Linked DNA regions of Mus musculus: all the other regions are linked to region 1. A link is a contact called in public Hi-C and promoter capture Hi-C data. All regions are on one chromosome and are shown on one strand. Each heading gives the region's core, a stretch centred on a gene start, on an enhancer-like site or on the middle of the called end of the contact. The rest is flanking DNA. Distances are from core to core; before and after follow the strand shown. Region 1 holds the start of Gtf3a (general transcription factor III A). Region 2 has its middle 6.3 kb from the start of Gm46943. Region 3 holds the start of Cdk8 (cyclin-dependent kinase 8). Region 4 overlaps Flt1 (FMS-like tyrosine kinase 1).

Evidence for each region. Promoter capture Hi-C pulls out the DNA fragments that hold promoters and counts their contacts. Hi-C and Micro-C count contacts between places; a contact is called where the count stands out from the background.
Region 2: a contact with region 1 is called in a promoter capture Hi-C map of liver, with 2.7 times the contacts expected there. The contact joins the enhancer-like site here to the promoter of Gtf3a in region 1. A contact is called at or near these places in 10 of 39 promoter capture datasets (the 3T3-L1 cell line, the C10 cell line, embryonic stem cells and 5 more) and 1 of 9 other capture datasets (macrophages).
Region 3: a contact with region 1 is called in a Hi-C map of regulatory T cells, with 4 times the contacts expected there. The contact joins the promoter of Cdk8 here to the promoter of Gtf3a in region 1. A contact is called at or near these places in 2 of 39 promoter capture datasets (erythroid cells and pre-B cells), 3 of 484 Hi-C or Micro-C datasets (CD4 T cells, muscle stem cells and regulatory T cells), 1 of 115 datasets of contacts at active chromatin or transcription factors (memory CD8 T cells) and 1 of 9 other capture datasets (liver).
Region 4: a contact with region 1 is called in a Hi-C map of regulatory T cells, with 6 times the contacts expected there. The contact joins the enhancer-like site here to the promoter of Gtf3a in region 1. A contact is called at or near these places in 1 of 39 promoter capture datasets (pre-B cells), 1 of 484 Hi-C or Micro-C datasets (regulatory T cells) and 3 of 115 datasets of contacts at active chromatin or transcription factors (acute myeloid leukemia, bone marrow-derived macrophages and thymic regulatory T cells).

Annotation. Positions count from the first base shown.
Region 1 is chr5:146,946,861-146,950,122 of GRCm38.p6, forward strand. It overlaps Gtf3a (general transcription factor III A), which reads left to right and starts at 1,797. Exons shown (of 9, transcript NM_025652.3): 1 at 1,797-2,115. The coding sequence starts at 1,921.
Region 2 is chr5:147,910,163-147,913,424 of GRCm38.p6, forward strand. No RefSeq gene overlaps it. Among named protein-coding and RNA genes, the nearest start is that of Gm46943, 6.3 kb to the right of the region's middle. Within about 2 kb of position 1,474, at least 17 of the 459 cell types and tissues checked have an H3K27ac peak or open chromatin away from gene starts, as enhancers often do. A contact at or near this core is called in liver and macrophages, where this site is marked.
Region 3 is chr5:146,229,664-146,232,925 of GRCm38.p6, forward strand. Cdk8 (cyclin-dependent kinase 8) reads left to right here and starts at 1,587. Exons shown (of 13, transcript NM_153599.4): 1 at 1,587-2,157. The coding sequence starts at 2,030.
Region 4 is chr5:147,562,372-147,565,633 of GRCm38.p6, forward strand. Flt1 (FMS-like tyrosine kinase 1) reads right to left here. Exons shown (of 30, transcript NM_010228.4): 30 at 1-2,035. The coding sequence ends at 1,849. Among named protein-coding and RNA genes, the nearest start is that of Gm35383, 96 kb to the right of the region's middle. Within about 2 kb of position 1,555, at least 72 of the 459 cell types and tissues checked have an H3K27ac peak or open chromatin away from gene starts, as enhancers often do. A contact at or near this core is called in regulatory T cells and thymic regulatory T cells, where this site is marked.

The DNA of each region.
Region 1 (3,262 bases), core at 547-3,046:
CGGATGGGAAGGTCTTGATGGAATAAACAGAGACAGGATGCAATCTGGAATTGTTTGTGGGAAGAATAACCCCGAGTAGCAGAATGCTCTTCATGAAGTTGAGGATGAAGTGAAGTCTCCTTGAATAGCCCTGTTCTGATGGGATCATAGCTCTCACCCACCCTGCAAACCATGTTGGGTTCAGCATTCAGGAGTGAAAAAGATCTCCAGCCACTTTGGATGAAGGCTAATAAATGAACTTCACTAGCTGGAATAGAGATGCAACAGTTCTAGCTATGGCTTATGTTTATTTGTTTTGTTTGTTTTATTTTTTTTGAGATAGGGGTTCTCTGTGTAGCCTTGGATGTCCTGGAACTCACTCTGTAAGAGCAAGCTGGCTTTGAATTCAGAGATCCACCTGTTTCTGCCTCCTGTGTGGGGTTAAAGCCATGCACTACCACTACTGGGCTAGTTCTGTCCATGTTCATGACTCACAATCTGCCCCCCTCCCCCAAACACACTCCCCATTCCCGAAACTGGTATGTTAGGGTCTGGAAAGAACCTGAATCCTGGCTGGGTCCCATATTGTCTAACCAGGGTTATCAAGCAGGAGGAGAAAAAGAAGATGAAGAAGTCCAGGCTGCTTGACTGAGACCAAAATCCTTGGAAAACAATGGTCACAGGGGTGGGATCTCAGAATCTTCTAGAAGCTCATCTTCAGGGAAAAGGAGAGACAGAAGACTGGAGCTGAAAGAAGAGTGTCCGCTGATGGGGTAGAGCAGACAAGAGAGTGAGAAAGGGGAAGAGGGACTGGAAGGAAGGAAGAGCCGGCCAGCAATCTGCACATGCGCATGGGGCATGACTACAAGGAGCAGAGGGGGCCGTGAGCATGAGATCCCAACAGGGCCGCACAGAGAATGACCTGTCAACAGTGTTGAGACCGCCCTCCATTCAATCCTTTTTCTTGTAGATTAGTTTGACTGGAATAAAGTACATTTTAACCTTCTTCAGTAAAGATATTCATTAAAAAAAAAAAAAAAAAAAAAAAAAAGCTGGGTGTGGTGGCGCACGCCTTTAATCCCAGCACTCGGGAGGCAGAGGCAGGCGGATTTCTGAGTTCGAGGCCAGCCTGGTCTACAAAGTGAAGTCCAGGTCAGCCAGGGCTATACAGAGAAACCCTGTCTCGAAAAACCAAAACCAAACAAACAAACAAACAAACAAACAAGCTTTAAGATTTCCCATGGTTGTCGTCATCCAACTAGCAGAAAGATCGGTTCTGCCCTTCATTGATGCACTACACTTTGCCAGGGAGGATTCGAATAGGGTATTTTCCAGTCTCTGCCATTACGGAGATTAAATCAAGATAAGGGAAAGAGGAAATCCCACAACTGAAAACAGCGTCAAACACTAGAGGACTCAGTGATACAAAAGGAAAGTTGACAAAACACCAGCACAATTGCTGTCAGAAATTAAGGTTTAATTGGTCCTGGTTAAGTTCTGGGCTTCGGAATTTTGAAAAAAAATTCCACGTGACTCGAAGGAGCAGACAAGCTTGGGATTCACCATGTCCTGAGGCTAGTGGCAGGATGCAGAGGGCAAAACTGGAATGTGAAAAACAGGCCACCTTAAGTCATGTCAGGTTGATATTTGGGACGTTTAAGCAGCGCTTCCGTTTCCCTAAGCCGCGAAACCAGAGCCCAGAGCCTGGCTGCCTCTCGCCGTGGACGAGTCCTGGATGCGCATGTGCAACCGGGCTCTACGGCCTCTGGGAGCATGCGCAGTCGTGGCGCGCGTGGGGGGGGGGCTAAGGGGCGGGGCCTGGAGCCTTAGCGGGCCGCGTTCCCGGAAGTTCAAAGTCTCCGGGCGCCAGTGGCTTGCGTCCCGCGTTCCCGGGGACGGCACGTGGCTGCCCCGCGTCAGCCCGGGCCCGATCGTGTCGCCCTGGAGCCGCGGGTGTCAGTCGCGGAAGCGGTGTCGTCGCTGACCATCGCGGATGCGTTCGTCGGGGCCTGTGAGGGCCCCGCGCCGCCGCGCCCCGCGCTGCCCAGCAGGTTCATCTGCTCCTTTCCCGACTGCAGCGCCAGTTACAACAAAGCCTGGAAGCTAGACGCGCACCTATGCAAACACACGGGGGAGGTAACCTGGCCGCCCGTGTGCACGGCAGGGCCTGGCGCAGGGGCTGCGTCCTGGGCTTGGCTGGGGCAGGGCAGGGCAGGGCAGGGCAGGGCAGGGCAGGGCAGGGCAGGGCAGGCGCTCTGCAAAGACCGAATTCTAGGATGTCAGGATTTCCTGCAAGCAACAAGTGTGCACCCTTTTAATTGCAGGCGGGCTTTGGTCGGGTACTAAGGCTGTGGGTAAAGGTGGTCAGGAAAAGCCTTCCTGCTTGGCCCTTTACCCTGGTTCTTATATTTGGTTGTACCCTGGTCTATCTCTTGACAGACTTACCAACCCACTGTTGTCCCTCATAACATACTTTGTAACTTTATCCCTGTTTCTCTTTGACCATTCTGTTCCCACATTTTGGCCTTTCTTTGTCCCTGTGTCCGAGGCAGAGCTTGCTTTCTAGTGGACACTTAAAAGTTGTGGTTCATCACCATCATCATTATTATCATTGTTTTTTTGAGACGGGGTTTCTCTGTGTAACTCACTCTGAACTCACTCTGTAGACCTGACTGGCCTCGAACTCAAAGATCCACTTGCCTCTGCCTCCAGAGTGCTAGTATTAAAGGTGTGCACCACCACACGTGGCTTTGAAGTTGTGTTTATTGTTCCAAACTCGACAATAATTTGATTAGTACGGGTCCTGCCCTGGGACTGGATCTGAACAAGGTTCTTTGACGCCGTGCTGAGCAGTGTGGCTCACTTGTGTCTTCCTGTCCACTGGCTGTGATTGAAGGCTTGATGCCACCTTTCCTGTATTTCAGATTATTTCCATAGTTGGGAAACACAGAACTGGATGTTAGGATATGATATAGCTTTACTGTGGATTCATGACAGCATCCCCTTCCCCACCTCCAGGGTCCCACTTGGAGATTGTGTTTGGGGCTGGGAGCTGTTTCCTTCGGTTGCCTTTGCACCTGTGAGCTTTTTCAGCTGTTGTGACACATTTAACTGTCTCTGTGCCTGCTATCTCTTAGTATGGACACAGGTCACCTGCGATGAGATGCAACCTTTCCTCTGCCTCTTTGCTGTAAAATGATGCTGTAGCAGAGATCTGGGCAGACAGGCTATCTGGGTTCAAAGCCACCTTGAAAAGGGGTTTGCTGGGGAAGCCTGCACCCCA
Region 2 (3,262 bases), core at 224-2,723, 960 kb after region 1:
GAACTGTAGAATATTTCTGTATATAGTCTCTGTAAGGCACATAACTGTGGAATATGGAATGTTTGCAGCCATTTTAGGACCACGAGGAAAGTCCTAGCTGAGGACAGAAGGCCAGGAGAAAGATCGGAAGAATTCAGGTTCCCAAATGCACTGTTAAATGGGGCCACAGCAAGACATGTTTTTCTCTGGATATTCTCCTTTTTCTTTTCTTTTCTTTTCTTTTCTTTTCTTTTCTTTTCTTTTCTTTTTTCTTTTCTTTTCTTTTTAAGTTTTCTACTGATGTGAGAGATTTTTTTTTAGAAAAAGATTTATTTATTTATCATTATATGTAAGTACACTGTAGCTGTCTTCAGACACACCAGAAGAGGGCGAACCACCGTGTGGTTGCTGGGATTTGAATTCAGGACCTATGGAAGAGCAGTCAGTGCTCTTAACCACTGAGCCATCTCTCCAGCCCTCTTCTTTTTCTTTAAACATATCAGGCATCGATGATTCAAGTCTATTGATAAGATTTGCATAGGTGTGTTTCTGCTGGGTTTTATTCTTACTATCATCTTCACAAGGAGTCCTCTTTGCCATGCATATTATGCAAAGAATGTTGCCCACGGAGAACGGTGTCTGAGAGGCCTGGGGTGGAGGGGTTTCCTCTGCACAGGATTCACTACTGGCAGGCCCTGTGGGCTCTGTTGGCCAAGAACAACTTCAAGCTGGTATCTGGCTTAAGGTTTCAGAAAGCAGCCTGGGGCGGCTTTTTGGCTTCTTCACTTAAAAATATGCCTACAAGTAAGTATGTGCATCAAATGCATGCAATGCCTGCAGAGGCCAGAAGAGGGAGCTGGATCCTCAGGCACTGGAGTTACAGATGGTTGTAAGTCATCATCTGGGTGCTGGGCTCGGAAACTGAGGTCTCTGCAAGAGCTGTGGTTGCGCTTAACCAGTGAGCTACCTCTCTGGGTATGCCTGTCTGCTTCTTTACTGTGATTTACCTGGAATTGAACTCAGTGCTTTACATATGCGGGATGGGTATTATATCAGTGAGCTATATTCCCAGATCCCTATGGCATGGTGTCCAGCCATGCCCTGTTCTCATGGAGAAGTACAGACCGCGTCAGGGCACTTCTTCCTGCTAAGTCCCTGACACAGGGTTATTATCACTTCCCCCTTTGCCCTGAACCTTATCCCATTTCGCCTGCTGTAAGCAGTTTACCCGTGGTTATAAATGACACCTCTTCAAGGTTGATGGTAACAGGCTACGGAGCTGACAGCACATGCGCAGTTCATCCATTTCTCCCTAACCTCCAGCTGCTTTCCCGGGCCTCAGCCCACGAATAGCTGCAGCAAAAGGGACAGTTTATGAAGGAGAAGGTCCAGAGGCACCTGGCAGTGCGCCATTCCTCCCATGGCCTGTCTCTGAGAGGATGACAAAAGAGGGGGAACAGGTGAGGTCTTTCCTAAGTGTGCTCCCTCGGCGAAACAGAGCCAGGTTGTTAACCCAGTCTTGCTCAGCTGTGGAGAGGAGGGACTCTCTGTGGCTCAGCTGCCTGCAAACTGAGCAGGGGGCTCCAGAGTCCCGTCCCCCACCCCCACCCCTGCCCCCACCCCCGCCCCCAGTCCCCACAGTCTCTCCCGCTGTCTGTCATCTATGCATGTTACTCTCTGGAGCTTTTTCTTGGGCTATCTGTTTTATTTTCAGGCTATAACAAAGTCACGAGGGGGGAAGCTTGACTGCCTATTTTCTGGACTGACTTGTGCAACGCAGCCTTGTGCAATGTGGTCCCATGGATTTGTGGGTAAGGATGCCAAGTATGCACCCTGTAAACAGACCATGGCACGCTATCTCCATTGGACTGGAAGTTCTTATTCTGGGACCTGGAGTCACCTTCCCTGGGGAGATGCCTCTTCACCACAGATAGCCAACAACAACAAAGGGGTAATCTCATCCAAGTCCAGTTTGGTGCAAAGAACCCAGTGGGTTCTTTTTAAGAGACAAGCATAAATGAAGGGTTAGTTACAGAAGTGTGGGTGACCCTCCCAAAAGTTCTGTCATAACAAAGCCCCGCCCAGTCATAGATGGCAACCTCATGGAAGCTGCAGCACGGTGGTCCCTTTCAGTTAACTGGCTAGCTTCTTGTAATCTAACATCTCCCATAGATCACTTGCAGGTGATGGTGTCTTGATTCCCCTCTCCCGTAGGGAATGCCAGTATCTCCTTGACCATAGCCATAGACTTGAGTAGCACTGTATTATTCTGCTGTGGTCGCCATGGCTCCTGGGGGGTTAGGGTGGGGGCAAAGTCCAAGATGGCATCTGATAGGTTATTTCTAGCCGGGTGAAATGAGCCAATTCAAGGCAGATTAGATTATATTAAATGCACGTTTATGGGGGAAGTGCTTTTGGACAAGGTTCCAAGGACTGAGGCCAGGGAAGTCACCAGGCGGAGGGACAGGAGAGAGGAGGAAGAGAAAGAGAAAAAGGATGTGAGCGCAGAGAGAGAGAGAGGGAGAGAGAGAGAGAGAGAGAGAGAGAGAGAGAGAGGAAGGAGGAGGAGGAGAGGAGAGGACAGGAGAGGAGAGGAGAGGAGAGGAGAGGAGAGGAGAGGAGAGGAGAGGAGAGGAGAGGAGAGGAGAGGACAGGAGAGGACAGGAGAGGACAGGAGAGGAGAGGAGAGGAGAGGAGAGGAGAGGAGAGGAGAGGAGAGGAGAGGAGAGGAGACCAAATATCTGGATTATATAGGGAGAGTTCAGGGTTGAGGGCAGGGTATGCCAGGTAGGGACTGAGGGACTGAGAGATGCTGGGAGAACCTGGAGGCCAGATTTGCTTTGATATGTAAGACATGCACCTCAGTTCCTTGTCCCCAGGTCCAAAACCAAACAGCATTTTGTCATGAGAAAAAAAGTGAAACGTAACAGTTCTTCTCCTAAAATCGCAGGACGGTAACTGTGAAGGCGGCTTCAATCAGATAAGGTTATTTGGAGCTGGCATCAGGGAGTCAGGCCTGGCATCCTGAGTCAGGCCTGGTTCTCAGGTTGCCTCGGTTAACTCCTCTAAGCGTCTTTGCTTCCAGCTCCCCGCTCCCCAAAAGGCGCCAGTGGAACCATCTATAGGAAACTTCCAGAATGTTGTTCTATGAAGGCAATTTTACAGACTTGCTTTGGGTTCATTCCTTCCCAGCCCGCCTTTGCCACGCCTTCTCCTGGCTCCTCCTGCCCGCCCCTCCCCCCACCTGCTCACACTCTGTCCTAAGTTGGTGGACAAGGCCCTG
Region 3 (3,262 bases), core at 337-2,836, 720 kb before region 1:
ATGAGCCTGTCTTTAAAAAAAATTATTTATTTACTTTGTGTGCGTGTGTGCGCGCGCGCCTCTGAGTGTATGTACACGCCACTCCACATGTATAGTGCTCACAACTCCCAGAAGTGTGTCAGCTCCCCTGGAACTAGAGCTACAGAGGATTCTGAGCCATCACCATGCGGGTGCTAGGAATCAAATCTGGGTCATTAGAGGGCATGTAAGGCCTATAGCAGACACATTCTTGCTTTACTATCAACGACCTATTTGATATTTCTGCCAATTTATCTGCCTGTGTGTATAAGCGTATTTTGTTTGTTTGTTTGTGTTTTCCGTGACAGGGTTTCTCTGTGTAGCCCTGGCTGTCGTGGAACTCACTCTGTAGACCAGGCTCGCCTCAAACTCAGAATCCTGCCTGCCTCTGCCTCCCAAGTGCTGGGATTAAAGGTGCGCGCCACCACGCCCGGCTATAAGCATTCTTGTGTATGCACAGATGTGTGCAAGTATAAGCATGAGTGCATACGTCTGGAGTCTAGAGGTTGATGTCTATCATGGAACCTTGAGAGCATACCATTTCAGTAAGGCTAGCCGGTCATCCTGCTGCAGAGATCCTGCCTTTTTTATTATTTATTTTATTTATTTATTTATTTATTTATTTTTTGTCTCCCTTGCTTTAGTATTACAGGCACACTTAAACATGTGTGGATTAAAAGCTTTTTTTTTTTCCTCTTTAAACAGGTGTCTTGGCTTTTTTGGTGGCAGACTGTTACCTGTAAGTTGATATAAATCTTTCCCTCGCCAAGTTATATGTGGACATGGTGTTTTATCACAGCAACAGAAATCAAATTACAACACGTGGCAAGCGTTCTAGCACTCTAACCCATCTCCCCAGTCCCCTTCACTAAGTTCCCCCCCCCACCGCCCCCCCCCCCCCCGTGGTATAAAGATGTCAAAGAAAGAAGAGAAATCTTAAATACAACCACGTAGTTTATTGTAGTATTTAGAAACAGGTTGAGGCTACGAAAGGAAAAACCTGGAGTCTTTGGGGTGGGGGTGGGGAGCAGTAATTGCCCTTTTCTAAATCCTGGAGTTCAGAAGTGACTTCAATACAAAATAACCGCCCCCCACCCCCCATCCCCCACGACCTAACAGGTGTCTTTTGCTAAGTTTATATGGGCTAAGTAAATTGGATTGTAGAGATGCGGCTTTGGGAAAAATAATCTCCATGCAGCAGAAACTCGTTGCGTGACGGACTACCAATCCCATCATGCAACGTTCTGAATTCGCGGCGTCGTGGTAAAGACTGCTTCTGCAGCCACCCGTGCACTTGAGCCTTGGAGTTTCTGGCCGCACTGGCGACTGGGTTAGTCCACGTGGTAAGTCTGTCAGCAGCTCCGCTCCGCGGCTGAGCGAGGCCCTTTCGCCTGCCGGCGTCAGAAGAGACGGCTGCCAGCTCCGGAGTCGCTCACAGGTGGGGCGGAGGCAGCGCGAGGCTTCGCGACGTTTTTACGACAGCGGCTGCCGTGTTCCGCGCTCGTCCTCTCTCTCCCTCCTCCTCCTCCTCGCCCTCCTCCTCCTCCTCCTTCTCCTCCTCCTCTCTCGGAGGAGCTACCGGCTGTTGTGTGGCGTCGCTGGTCTGTCCGGGCGGATGGCAGCCTGAGTGTTCGTGAGCGCGTGTGGGAGAAGGTGAGGCGCGGACGCGCGTGGGCGAGGAGCAGAGTCAGCCGTGGCCGCCCCGCGTCGCACCCGCAGCAGCACGCGCGGCCAACCGCGCGCGAGCCGGCGCCCCGGGAGCGCGGGGACAAGGGCGGACGCTGCTCCCCGCCCCCAGCGCGTCCCTCGGCTGTCGCGCGCCCGCGGGGACCGCCCGGCGCTCCCCTGGATGTCCCCGGCGCCCGCGCGGGGCCTCCTGCCGTCGCCTCGTGAGGCGGGCTGGTGCTGCGGCCGGCGGGTGTAGCTCGGGGGCTGCGGCTGCTGCGCGGCCCGGTCCCCACCGCGGCCCTCGGCCCCCCGCCCCAGCACCCCGGCCTTGGAGGCTGTGACAATGGACTATGACTTTAAAGTGAAGCTGAGCAGCGAGCGGGAGCGGGTCGAGGACCTGTTTGAATACGAGGGCTGCAAAGTTGGTCGAGGCACTTACGGGCACGTCTACAAGGCGAAGAGGAAAGATGGGTGAGTGTGGGTGTCGCTGCGGGTGTCCTCGAGGCTGGGAGGCAGGTGCCCGGCTCGGATGTCGGGGTCCCCACTTCCTCCAAGACTGCCTCTGTCCTGGCCAGCCTGCTTTGGGGAGGAAGTGGTGTCCCAGGAATCCAGACTCACAAGAAACCCTTCGTGCAAGAGGGAGACGGACCTTCTGTCTCGTGGGCAGTGTGTACCTTTTTTGCTTTTTCTTTTTTTGTGTGAATTTCTGTACAGAATAGTTTTCTTTTTTTTTAAAGAAGATGGTTATAAGATGCCCGTTTAAATAAATCTGTTCTTCTTTGGTTGATTTATCCGGTAACCTTTTGGGGACTAACTCATCTGGCTCTGGAGTGATATCCATCAGTCTGGAAGAGAAGCTCTGATCTTTTCCCCTTATCAGTTGTGATCAGTTGGTGGCCAAATTTGGATTTGATGGGAGAAAGAAGACATCGAGTAAATGTGGGTCTGTAGAGTTCCATGAAGGATCATCTGTAATGTAAATGTAGCAGTTGCTATTCAGGTATCATTAGCTGTGAGTTTTTATATAGAACAATGGGGATTTGGTGCAGAGTGGATGGTGTGTGGGGAAAAAAAGCAAGTGACAGATAGGGGCTATGTTGTGCAAGCTCTTAAAGCAGAATCTATCAGCTGCCAGTGAACTTTAATCCTTTTGCTTTAAATAGCCTCTTCTAGAAAGAAAAATCAAACCTATGGCTGGTGACACTCAGTTTTGCTTCATGGATTGAGTGAAGTGAACGGGCTCCATTCTCTTTCATCAGTAGATGATTGCGCTATGACATCGCCAGAAGGGAAAGGCCTTCTTAGTTTGGGAGAAAATATTTAATAATTTCCCATTTCCCTCTTGTACAAATAGATATTATCTCTGCCTTTGACACTAGGAAGTTATTGGGAAGATTATCATAGCTTATTATATAATTTTTTGTATTTATTAGAAACAGCTTTCTTTGAGCGTCTGTTATTTGGCTAGTTGCTACTTGACTGCTTGGGAAATGACTTTTTTCATTTTCACAGGAGTACATATTCAGAATTGCATTAGCACTGTAAACGAGACGGCTAAAGCTGGAGCGAGTTCTTT
Region 4 (3,262 bases), core at 305-2,804, 620 kb after region 1:
CCCAATTGCTGGATATCTGGATGAGAAACCTCAGGCTGCTGTTCTCATCCGTTTCTCTGGTAGCCTCTGTCTCATCGCCTGACTTACACACTGCAGCCGACAAGAGCTTTTGCGAATGGACAAAGATGTCTTTGGCCAGCCCTACCTGATTTTCTTTTTCTCCAGTGTGGCTAGAAGCCCTTTCCTACTTGTCTAGTCCTGGCTGGTGAGTGCACCAAGAGCCACAGTGGGCTGCAGGCTGTCTCAGTGGGGATTGCACTGGGCCTCCAGTCTCATCAGACAGAAAACCTTAAGGATGGGGTACACAGGGGAGCAGGTACCCATGATGCTGGCCCGGTCAGAGAATTAAGTGGCTAGCATGCTCTGCTCTCCCAAAGCAGCTATTCATCGTCTGCCCAGCTGTGACCGGCTCCGGCAGGTGTGCACGACCTAAGCACACAGACCATAATTTGCACATACAACTTCTAAGAGAGCCATTTTAGAGACCCAGGGCTCATCTCTAGACCCCAAAGAGCGGGCACCCTTTTCTACCCTGTCTTCCCATGTCTACCCTGTTGCCATCGTCATTAGACCCCAGACAAGGTATGAAACAGATGAAAATAAGATGGTTTTTTTTTTTTCCTTTTGATGGCTCATTGACTAATATCCTGAGTCCTAGCTGGAGAGGGAGCTTGCATAAATTACACATCACCTGCTGTGCCAAGGAGCATAAAGTGCTTAATAAATATGGGCTGATACTCTTTAGCTCCTCTCAGACTGCCTTGGGATGGTGAAATCCATGATGAAGTAAAGAGAAGCCAGTGAGGTCCCAACTTTGGGTGAGTAGTTTAGTAACTATAGCTGGGACAACCACTCTGCCTCTCTGGGTCTTGGTCCAACCAGCCCGATTTGGGTACAGAGAAACCCCTTTTCTAGACCATGACTCTTAACTCGCCCCAGTTATATTCATTGGATATATAAAACAGGATAATGCATAAGTGTCTTGTCTATATATTAATACTTGAGATAAAACCTGTTTAAAATGTGGCTTTTGAGCCCATCAGTAGGCAACCTTACTAGGCCAAACTGGACCACTTAACTCCCCGTGAGCAGTATGCGAAGGTCAGGCCTGCAAGCTTGGGTATGACCTCAATGCATCTCACTAGAGGAACTGATGATGGCTCTGGCCTCAGAAGCCAAGCGCCACCCCCACTGACACATGTTAAATATGCTTTGGATGGTAAACAGACAACAGAAGACTCCCGGGAAAAGATTTAAGATTAACTGTGGTTCCCGAGAACATGTGCCCTGGTCTAGGAAACGTCCCTCATGTTCTGCTCTGATACCTCTTGGAAGGGGGCCCGAAACAGCGGAGGCCAGGAGTGAGAAGTCACTGAAGTGGCATAGCGGAGCCCCCTCCTGCACGGGCTCCACAGGACGGACGCATCCCAAAGCCTTTTCCTGTGCCTCCTGTTTGCTCTGTTCTCCCTTTCCTCCATAAGAGAGACAGAGCAGGTCAGTGCATGCAGCCATGAGCTAATGGGCTTACTGCCTCTAGTCCCACAGCTGCAGGGAGGGTGGGTGGGGCCATGGCCGGTGGGCGGGGCGGTCGCCAGAGGCACCTGCTCCTTCCTGTCCAGGTTACCCTGAGGCTTTGCGGGGGGGATTTCTCTAACAATAGTATTCTTCACACGTCACTAACTGGGGTTACATTCTTGTTAGTCAAAACAGCAACAACAAACAAAACAAAAAACAAAAAAGCACGATTAAAGGTCACGAAAAGCAGCTGGCTCCTGTGGAGCGGAATAGGTGTAAACTCATAGATGTATAATACTGTCAGGGGCTGGTTGTCGGGGCTGGTGAGAAGCTTTAGGCGGGCGGGGAGGAGTACAACACCACGGAGTTGTAGTCTGGGGGTGGAGAACAGCAGGACTCCTTTCCCAGCTCAGATTCATCGTCCTGCACGGGCCTGATGTGGCCACAGCTGGAGAAGCAGAAGCTGGGCCTCGGCAGATCGGAAAGTCCCGCCTCCTTGCTTTTACTCGCTATTCTCAAGCTAAAGAGAAAGAGAAACAGTCCATCAAACGCCTCCCTGATGTTTTCTGGGCAAAGACTAATGACTGCCTAAGCGGGTCACCTGTCCTTACCTGATCTAGAATCCCTCCTGTCCCTAGTCAAACGTTCTTTGTTTGGAATATATACACTACCTCGGTGCGGCTGGGTGGAACCAGCATGCCTGTGGCCAGGAGTGGAGTGTTTGAGGAGATGGGATTCTCACTGGAAACAAGACTTGGGAATAGCCCCGGCCTATTCTTGAATCAGGTAGCTCCTGTGATCAGCTAAATCGGAGGTGGGGTGGGGTGGAGTGGGGTGGGGGGGCTGCCTGCCCTTCCCCCAATATCATGTCAAATCCTGGTAGCCTGAGAGCAACTCTGCAATTAAGCTGAGGTTTAAAGAGGAGGAGCTCGTTCTGATTTAGCCAGGTGGACTCCAATGCAGTAGGCACACAAATGGCAGTCATAACCAACCAGAGACAGGGCTTGAGGACAGCCCAAACTGAGGACAGCAGGAAGCCACAGACACCGTGAGAGGCAGATAGATCACTTCCCACCAAGCCTCCGAAGGGCGTGCGTCCCTGCCAACACCTTTACTTTGGACTTCTGGCCTGTAGAAATAAATTCCTCCTTCTAGTCACATCCGTGGTTAGTGGTCTCAGGAAATAGACCGTGGCACAGTTATTACAGGCAGCACCTGAGCGCAGCAGGGTCTAGGAGACTGTTGTTCTCGGGTACCATACGTTACATGAGCCCAAGATGGACACAGGAGGGAGAAAGGCATCTCCTAGCCTGTAATATTGGGTTAGAATCACTAGATTAGTGAGAGCTGGGATGGAGAGAAATCCATGAGCCACATGGGGTAGACCAGCCTGGACAGGCCTGGCTCTGGTCTTAATCTTTAATTGCAGGGTAGAGGATATAAATTAGGGTTTATCTTTTCCTCATCAAAGAGCAAGTTAAAAAAAACAAAACAAAACCAAAAACAACAACAAAAACCCACTCTTTTCCTCCCACACACTCCTTAATAAGATACAAAAGATTGGCTAGCTACCCTTTCCTTTGTGGAGATTGGGGTCCATTAATTTGGAACTTCAACACCAAGGCCTACTTCTGAGACTGCATCACAGGGAAAAGGTAAATGTTTGCCCGGGAGTGCCCGTCTTTCCAGTGGCCTGCTGGAAAGTTTGAGTCCAGTCACAGCTCAATCAACTGCAGCACGTGGGCTG